Linked DNA regions of Danio rerio: regions 2 and 3 are each linked to region 1. The links are chromatin contacts, called in public Hi-C maps. All regions are on one chromosome and are shown on one strand. The core of a region is the stretch at or near the end of the contact, and the rest is flanking DNA. Distances in the headings are between cores, read along the strand shown. Region 1 holds the start of nr2f2 (nuclear receptor subfamily 2, group F, member 2). Region 2 has its middle 140 kb from the start of nr2f2. Region 3 has its middle 210 kb from the start of nr2f2.

Region 1 (3,342 bases), core at 267-2,766:
AAGACAAATACCCATGTTTTCGTCGCCTAATAAAAGCAATGGTTAGTTTAAAGCTGCGAACATGTGCAATGCGAAATAGTCGCTAAGGAGAGGGTGTTCTTTATTCGAGCATTAAGGGCGCCGTGATAACGCTCAGTCTCGAGCGCTATAGGCGGTTCCTTCGCATGCTGTGGACGGGCAGATTGAGAGAGAGGAGTCGGGGATAAAATACAGGAAGAAGCATGCGCGATTAAGTCAGGCTAAATACAGAAGACAAAGACAAAGACAGCAGTAAAACAACAAAAATCCGAATACCTTCCCGTCTCATGCCAACTTTGAGGCATTTTTTGAGGCGGCAGTACTGACACTGATTGCGATGGTGCTGGTCAATGGGACAATTCCTGTTGGCACGGCATGTGTAAGTGAGGTTCCTTCGTACGCTCCGTTTGAAAAAGCTTTTGCACCCCTCGCAAGTGAACTGGCCATAGTGTTTACCGCTGGATTTGTCCCCGCAAACCACGCACTCTATATGCTGTGGCTGCTGCTTTTCCGACTGGCTCTGCGTCGTCTGGTTCGTCGGGGTTGACTGTGTGTTGTTATTGTTGTTCGGGGGTCCTTGAACGGGTGTCTGAGGGGTCGGAGGGGCAACCTGAGAGGCCGTCAGACCCAGCTGGCCTGGTTGAGGGGTCGGAAGGGATAGTCCTCCTTGGGTTTGCGATGAGAGGGTGCCATGGGTCTCGGCCACATCGTCCTGGGAGCCTCTCCACACTACCATTGCCATATCTATCAGTCAACGTTAAAAAAACTTTTTGTTCCCCGTTTTTGGTTTCGGAATGCTTTGTTTAAAAAAATAATATCGCAGCACGGTGCCTCTATCACTTAGGAGGGTAAAATAAATAATTCAGGATCGGCACGGTCGGTTAGAGTCTGAATGTCCGTTCAAAGTTGCGCACCGACGAGAAACAGTAGTCTATTTCTTGACTGAAATAGCGTTACCTGGCATGTGGTTAAAATTGAAGCAAGCCGAATAGCAGCCTTGCTCTTAGAGGCCAAGTCCAGGGGCACTTGCAGTCATCCATCCAGTAAACCCATCAAGGAAAAAAATGGAAAATAAACACTGCGGAAGAAGATACGAACAGAGCAGGACGAACAAGTTCACGCGTGGAGCGATGTTCGGACGCACAGAGACACGCAGCTTTCAAAGATACTTGCGACACAAGAGAAGTTCCAGCGTAAAGTCTTGTAGAAAACCAACAACTGGCAAAAAATATTGCCGCTTCTTCCTTTTCTTCAAATGAGGTAGCGCTAGCAGCCGCGCGCAGTTGCAGCCTGTGCTCGAGTCAAATATGAAGTCAACTCTCCGGCAAGCAGGACCGATAATAAAACAAAAAGATCACAACCTATAGAACCTCCTTCATGCGCGTAAAAATAATAAGAGAGAGAACAGAGAATCAAAGTGATCAAATATGTTAAAAAGGGGGAGGTTAGGAAGTGACTGCGATTTGTAGGCGCTGGGCTGGCAGAATGCTTTCTCTCTGATCAGCTCACTGAGCTCTCTATATAGTGAACTTTGACACGACTGCTGCAACTTAGCACACGTTACCATGGAGATGAGTTGCCATATATGGAAAGTGACTGTGTTTGACTGGTCAGAGCTCACGGACCTCCCCCTGAACCCTATTGGCTAGTCGGCACTTGTGCTACTTGGTTCTTTGCCAAAGCCAGGAATAAGGGTCGAGGAGCCGCTTGGTCCTAAAGAGAGAAGCACACAGTTCCGTGGAAAAATGATCGCAATACATGCAGTCATATTTTTTATTTGTTTCAAATAAAATACACGTTTGACGTATATTTTATCACCGTTTCCACACTCCAGAGATCCATTTATTTTTAAAAATAAATGTTATAAAAATGTAAGTAAATCTATATTAAATTATAGGCTACAGTCCCTCTAATCTGACCACAAAACGATAAGAAATATATGTCCGTGATAGTGATATTACTGCCATTCAAAATTTATTTATTTTTTGTTCTTGCCACTTGCCTTGCACACCATTCACTCTATAGACTGACCGCAACGTGTGTGATTTGGTCAGTTCCATTAATCCATTAATCCGCATTAACGCCTCGTTATAAATCATGAAACTGCATATCATTCATCAAGTCAATATTGCACCGACAAATACATTTAAAACAGAGAGCGTTCACGAGGGAACAAGCAACATACGCGAGAGACTATTGATGTAAGTTCGAGCACTTTACACTGTAATCAAGATATATGTCAAAGACGCGCAAGATGCTACTTTGTAAGCAATACAGGAGAAAAGCTTGTTAAATGAATAATATTAAAAATACTAAATACAGGGTGCATATATATATATATATATATATATATATATATATATATATATATATATATATATATATATATATATATATATATATAGAATTGCTTTATTTTATCATAAATTTGAGCATTCACATACTTATTTATATAGGGCCTGTATTCATTAAATTAGTCTAAATGAGCTATAAAACTTTCGTAGGCTAATACTTATGCATTAGTCTTATGTTTAAATCGACTGTCTTTAGTGCATGTACACAAAAAAAGGATAACTGATTAGGCTACTACTGACGCCGTATACCGTTATCAGCACAATTTAATATATTGTTTGCAAAAGCAGAATCAATTTATATTAATGTAACTTTCGTACACATGACGAGTGTGCCCATAAAAATAATAGTCACCTGAAAAATATTTTGGTTGACAACTTTGATTGCATTGCAAAGATTTAGAGGTAGCCTAAAAACGAAGGTCAAACAGTTCTTAGCTATTTATATATAAATGGTGCATTCAACGTTTTCTTATAGATTTTAGGATTACTATGTTTTTAGGGCCTTGGAATACCACGTATATACCTTACAAAATAATTTAATAAATTATTCCACGAAATTCTTGCATGGATCACATGGATATAAGGAAACCCTCAATACATTCGAAAAACGCCTAAACATAAGATAAATGACGGTCAGCGAAAAAACAAGAAGCCCAGAAGTCTTATGTTAATTGACATAGATGTTAGCTGGGAGCCTCGGGGTGGTCAAATAAGGTGTCTCCCTTCTCGCTCCTCGGGTTATAAGTCAGAGCACATTTTTAAAGCTCGCTTGTTGAAGTCTACTTTCTGTATCACCATGGGTTGTCGGAGTTGGGTCCACTGAAAAATGTACAGTGCTAAATCACAGCATATGCTGCCTCGGAGGAAAAATGCAGAAGAGACTGGACGTACAGCAGTATATGGGCGCCTCCTAGCGTTTGGATTATTTCTGCCTGGAATCGCTCTTTAAGGTGGAAGAGCCATCTTAAAT
Region 2 (3,359 bases), core at 594-3,093, 140 kb after region 1:
ACTCAACCTGATCTGAGCTGGAATCAAACTGATGATTCTTTATATGGGAGTCGGTTGCTCTAACAAGGAGGCTAAAGACCATGACCCTTTACGTCTGTAGCTAGATCACCTTTAGAGCTCAGAGGAGTGAGGTTTAAATGCACAGCACTTCACGAGCTGGCCTGCACACTCAACCCCTAAACATCAATCCCATCCCGGATAAGCCCCCATGTGTAACCCAACAGTTCTGCTGCACCCAACCCCGTCTGAGCTGGGATCGAACGGTCAAATCTTTGCATGGAAGTTGGTTGCTCTAATAAGAAGACTTAAGACCATGGCCTCAAGCGTATGCCACTTGATCACCTTTACAGGTCAGAGAAGTGAGGTTTACCTGCATAGCACTTGGCTAGCTAGCCTCAGTTACATTGAGAATAGGCATGGGCTGGTAAAAGATTCTGACGGTATGATAACCTTGGATTAAACTATCACGATATCATGGTATTGTGATTACTGCTATAAAATATGTTATTTTTAAATGTCTCACAAAACAACTTTTTTGACTAAACACAATGTATTTTATTTTAAGAAACATTTATAACATTTTGGAACAGCAAACAGTCAGGTTAAATAATTTAAATAAATCATTGACTGACATTGACTGACTGACGAATGTATGTATGTGTATGTATATGTATATATATATATATATATATATATATATATATATATATATATATATATATATATATATATATATATATATATATATATATTAAGTTTTTAGTACATACCAAGTTTTTAGTTTTTAGTTATGATACTCCCAATCCGCAGATTTTTTACAAAATTCTACACAAAAAAAGCAAAAAATGTCCACGGTTCTGTCTGGTCCTAGCGATGTGCATAATGTAAATAGTATATGTGTACAGTGACAATAAAAGGCATTCTATTCTATTCTATGATTAGTCTTTCAAATGTTTCCTGAATTGTCGGCTGACCAGTAGCTTTTGATGTGGTGGTTTGTTTTACTGTTGCCCTAAAAAACTAAATAAAATAATTGTAAAATTATTTGGAACTGTATATATTGGTACATGATAAAAAAGACCATAGCAGCAATATTAAAGGTTTTAAAACCTTGACTTTTTCAAACAGCGGAAAACCTTAAAAACTGGTTATCATCCAATGTCTAGTTGAGAAAAATTTTTGCAAAACTTTTTAAAAATGTCTTTTATTTGAAAAAATTATTATTATTATTAGTATTACATATAATAAAGAATGAACAAACAGCAAAATATGGATAATATGAAGAATGTTTAGATATTTGTAATTTGCAAGAAGAAAAAAAGCAGAAGATATAAACACAGAGTAAAAATCATTTTTTAGCTGTGTAGGATTTTTAATTAAAAGCCTTCCAAGGAAAGCTATAATCACTGCCGCAAATGATCTCCGAAATCTGCACTTTAATTGAGTGATAACCATTGGTGGTAATCATCAGTTGCAGGCCGCTTTCCTTGTACCTTGCAAAATATTTCTCTGAAGAATCCCGCAAGAACAAAATAGAGACATTGTGAAAGGAGACTTGTCTCCAGCTCTATTGGACAGAGAGGAGTCAAAGGGAGAGACCCCACTGGATCTGAAAAGAGGACTGACAGCTCGTGAAATCCTGACTGAGATGTGTGAAAGAGCACTCCATACGCATGGCCTTCCACAGACACTGAGATACACAGCCACCCCCCCCCAATCCCGTCCCGTCCCGCTCTTAACATGCAGCCCAATGATTAAAGGAAAGTGCACACACACATTTCTCCACCTCCTCCCCCTTTTCCCTCTGTATCCTTTCACTTTTATCCAGTCTTACTCCACATCTCTTACTCCTTCTCCTTCTCTCTCTCTCGCTCGCCTGCTCGCTCTCTTTATTGTACACAGGCACAGCATGGCTCCGGTTGTAATCACCGTTGGACACAATTTCAGGGACAATTTAAAGACTATTTATTATCTTCAGTCAATAAGAGCACGGATAGACTGACTCTCTGGATGTTCATTTGAAACCTAATGGATAGAGCTTTAAATGCTTCCCAATTGGTTTACAGTAGGAGAGACTGACTACTTAGATTCTCGTTTGTTTTTGTTCTTTCAAAAAAAGGAGGGGATTTTCTATTCATGTAAACACTGATATATTTGGACTTTTATTTTATTTTACAACTAAAACAATGGATGGTAAACTGCAAATATAGACAAATTTTAAAACTGCATGTGCATTAGGAGGATCATTTTAAAGCTAAATATTTGTAAAGACAATAAATAAAACTATTCAAAATTAAAGATAAATAAAATAGGCTATATGCACACAGACTTTTAATTTTCAGCCAGGCAGCCCAAGGGCTTCCAGTGAACTGTCTTTCCATTACAAAATTGTCACATTTAAGATCCGATTTCTTTAAAAATCAGTGATCTTCACTGCCTGTTTTATATAGGAGTCTCAGATTGGACAAGAAGCACTGCATTAAATTCCTTTTCCCCCTCCATGTCTTTAAAATATGACAGATTATTTTACAACAGTATTTTCAATGGAATTTCTGTGCTAGCCTGCTGATCTTAACGGCGCTAGCAGTTCCATGATCTTTTATCTCGTTTTCTGCTTGAACTACTAAATGAATGCTTAAGTCTATTTAACTTAATGTATTGTAATTACATTATAGCATTAATGCTGTACAAACAACCTTGTGAAATTGAAAATAGTCACATTACGCTTTCACCAAAAGTTTATCGTTGGCTTTAAAACTTTAGCTGTGCATAGTAGGGTTGATCAGTTTATCGGTACTTCGGTAGCACCACGATACTATGACTTCAAAATATTGGCAGTGCCTCTGTTTGTAAACGATAGTATCGGTTATTAATGGTTCTACAATGGTTAATGTTGCATGTGGAAAAGTCACTAATTGTGACTAATTGTGTATTTGTGCCAGCAAATAGTCAGTAAACACTTTATTTTAATTTTTATTTTAACAGTCTGCATTAAGGCTGCAAACTGTAGAATGTGTGTCTTTTATAGTACTGCAGGTTTACTGACACTTCCTAATCTGGATCAGTTCTTTTTTGTTCCTGTGAATATGATTTAGCTATGAATACCGCACCGCAATCTCTTACTAAGAACAACTCACTTAAGTGACATTTGAAATTACCTGGATTCTTACCAAAAAAGACTAAAAAAAAAAAAAACAATACAAGAGAAAAACTGAAAATAGCAACAGGAAACACTAAGAAAACAATATTTTTTACTTAAAATTTGGTTGAAAAAATCTCTTCTTTTAATGAATTTTGTTAATCTTAATTAATGTATTTTTGTTGGTCAGTTATCTACAAACTAATCGAAAAAACAAATA
Region 3 (3,312 bases), core at 10-2,509, 210 kb after region 1:
AAAAATAAAAATAAATAAATAAATAAATAAATAAATAAATATCATTATAGGGTCAATGATAATCTCAGCATTTTTATTTTTTAATGTAACTGATATTTCACAAAATATGTAGTCCCAAACTTGTATGAATTTAAATTGTTTTTATATGTTATAATGAGGTCCATTGGTTTCAAAGCAACACTGTATGGACAGGCAAATACCAAGAAATGTATTAAAATATCTTTGTTTGTGTTAGACAGAAGGAACCGGCAAACTAGTTAATATAATAATAATAATAATAAGAAGAAGAAGAAGAAGAAGAAGAAGAAGAAGAAGAAAAAGAAGAAGAAGAACAACAACAACAACAACAACATAATAATAATATACAATTACAACAGATACTACTACTACTACTAAAATATAATAGATAATAATAATTAATAATAATATTAATAAAAACAACAACAACAACAACAATAATAATAATAAAAATAATAATAATATACAATTACTACAGATACTACTACTACTACTACTAATAATAATAATAATAATTAATAAAATAGAATTGATAATAATAATTAATAATAATATTAATAAAAACAACAACAACAACAACAATAATAATAATAATAACAACAACAATAGTAACCATAATCATAATAATGCTAATATAATACTCATAACAACAACAACAACAACAACAACAACAACAATAATAATAATAATAATAATAATAATAATAATAATAATAATAATAATATCTGTGCAATATAATATTTCAAAAAAGATTGCTTTGATCTATATCACGGTCCAAACAAACACTGTATAGATAAAACACACACTGAGCACAACCGGTTTGGAACAACTGTAGTGTAAATAATGACAATGTAAATTTTGAGGTGAACTGACCCTCAAAGATCAATTGTCTCAGTGTGAAGAAGTCAATCCTGTTTAATAATTGGGACTTTCATGTTTTTGTCACCGTTTTAATCAGAAAGTGGAGAGTGAACGTGAAAGGCCAAGTGGACAAGTTAATCCGGAGCGCATTGGCTAGTTTGTTGTGATCACTTTAATTTAGTCGTCTGGGCGGTAAGAGGCCTCAGGTTGCAGGGACTGTTGAACCGTAACCCCTCTGTCCTCCTTGGGTCAGAGTCCTATTACAAGCTCTTTCCCCGAGCGCGGCGGAGTGGTTTTAGAGTCTCACAAACAGCTCTTCTAAAATAAAGATGGCTCTGCTCTGAAAGGCTTTCTCTACATTCCCTCACCGCCGCTCCCTCCCCCTCCATTCCCCATCCCGCTGCAATCTGTCCTGCCAGCTCCCACGGTTTGTCTTTGGAAGTGATCCGTCCCCGAGCGTTCGGCAGAGCCACTCCATGTTCACATCCCCCAAGGGGCCTTCCCTGCCTGCCCACTACCCCTTGCTTTCTTTTGTCAGCCAAATGGATACCAATTAAATCAACTGTTCTCCAATTAGGATTTGGAGAGAATCTATCTTGTTCAGTGTTTCGAAAATCCCAGGCCCTGGCTCCCTATCTTTTTTTCCTTTCCTCCATTCTCTACCAACCTTTCCTGGAATCGGTTACTTAGAGAGGGCGAGTGCTTATTTCCTGCAACGTGATACTCCTGAGCTGCCTTTTTCCCTCCTCTTTTTTTTTCTTTTTCTTCCAATGTTTGTACAATATGTTAACCGAATGTTTGGCCAAACATTGGTGAGATTATATGTTGGAAGCAGTTGGAACTGTTTCCCTTTGTAAAATTACTTTCATGACCTCAATTACCTGTTAATCATAGTGTAGCTTAATGGCCAGTCTGTAAAATAAGGCTGGTGATCTGACTAAATACCGCAGAGTGTGTGTGAGTCAGTGTGAAATGCCTTGAGTTACCTTCCTCAATGCAAGTAATTTTCCCAACAAAGGTCAAACAATGTGCATTAACAAAAACAGCGCATTCACATAAAATCCCACCACGCACGTGTAAATTCTCTAGAAAGAAGCCGGTGTGATAAATGAAGTGAGGTAATAAACGAAAGGGTGTGCGGGGGGCCTAAGGGTATCTTAATCTGAAGACGTGGGCCACGGAGGTGCTTGGATGCCATCCACGTCATTATTGCCTATTAACTGTGTTGAGAAAGTATGCCCTATTGTGCTCCTTATGACTGGGCGACACCCCCTCCTGCCACTCGAAATCACATCCAGCTAAACAAACCACCCAGTGAAGCTTCCTGCCGTGCACAGATTGAGACCCCTGGCCCTGCAGAATTTACAGGGCCCCCTTTTTCTCTCTCTTTTTCTCCCTCTCAAACTCTCTGGATTAAACACAATACCATGCAGCCACATGTGGAGGCTTTAGCTGCAGCCTCAATCTCCAGATTGATGAAGATTCTGCTATTGTTTGGTAAGCGTGTCAAAACATAGCACAGGCTTAGCACTTGGCTTCCACGGGTTTACATTAGTAATTCGCTCTCACTCCTCACTGCCTACCGTGTTGGAAGCTAGCAACACGTTTCCCATGGTAAGCACCACCAAAAGCCACCATTGCTGAGTGTATCTGATTTCCAAATATTTCATAAAAGGGATAGTTCAACAAAAAATGAAAATTCTTTGAATTATTTTCCAGTCAGTTAATTTTATAGACAAAATTCAATAAACCTGCACAAAAAAGCTGTAATTAAGTTTATGTATTTTGTGATTCACGAGTATTTTTCTGTTTACTTACACATATAAACTGCATTATGATCTCTGACATTTAGTAACACTTTAGTAGCTTGAAATAATAATTTGTATGAAAAAAAAAAAAAAAATATATATATATATATATATATATATATATATATATATATATATATATATATATATATATATAAATACACACACACACACACACACACACACACACACACACACACATATATATATATATATATATATATATATATATATATATATATATATATATATATATATATATATATATATATATATATATATATATATATATATATATACAGTTGAAGTCAGAATTATTAGCGCCCCTGTTTATTTTTTTCCCCCAATTTCTGTTTAATGGAGGTAAGTTTGTTTCAACACATTTCTAAGCATAATAGTTTTAATAACTCAGTTCTAAAAACTGATTTATTTTATCTTTATCATGATGACAGTAAATAATATTTTACTAGATGTTTTTCAAGACACTTCTATACAGCTTAAAGTGACATTTAAAGGCTTAACTTGGTTAATAAGGTGAACTAGGCAGGTTAGGGTAATAAGCAAGTTATTGTATAACTATGGTTTGTTCTGTAGATTGTTGGGAAAAAAAAAAATTAGCTTAAAG

The links. Hi-C and Micro-C count contacts between places; a contact is called where the count stands out from the background.
Region 2: a Hi-C map of an unstated tissue shows a contact between it and region 1, with 2.6 times the contacts expected there. The contact joins the enhancer-like site here to the promoter of nr2f2 in region 1. A contact is called at or near these places in 1 of 18 Hi-C or Micro-C datasets (an unstated tissue) and 1 of 4 datasets of contacts at active chromatin or transcription factors (embryo).
Region 3: a Hi-C map of an unstated tissue shows a contact between it and region 1, with 4 times the contacts expected there. The contact joins the enhancer-like site here to the promoter of nr2f2 in region 1. A contact is called at or near these places in 4 of 18 Hi-C or Micro-C datasets (embryo, fibroblasts and an unstated tissue) and 2 of 4 datasets of contacts at active chromatin or transcription factors (caudal fin and embryo).

Annotation. Positions count from the first base shown.
Region 1 is chr18:25,297,575-25,300,916 of GRCz12tu, forward strand. nr2f2 (nuclear receptor subfamily 2, group F, member 2) reads right to left here and starts at 1,517. Exons shown (of 3, transcript NM_131183.2): 1 at 295-1,517. The coding sequence starts at 760.
Region 2 is chr18:25,441,983-25,445,341 of GRCz12tu, forward strand. It overlaps a transcript of nr2f2 not described here. Among named protein-coding and RNA genes, the nearest start is that of nr2f2, 140 kb to the left of the region's middle. Within about 2 kb of position 1,844, at least 15 of the 62 cell types and tissues checked have an H3K27ac peak or open chromatin away from gene starts, as enhancers often do.
Region 3 is chr18:25,511,807-25,515,118 of GRCz12tu, forward strand. No RefSeq gene overlaps it. Among named protein-coding and RNA genes, the nearest start is that of nr2f2, 210 kb to the left of the region's middle. Within about 2 kb of position 1,260, at least 24 of the 62 cell types and tissues checked have an H3K27ac peak or open chromatin away from gene starts, as enhancers often do.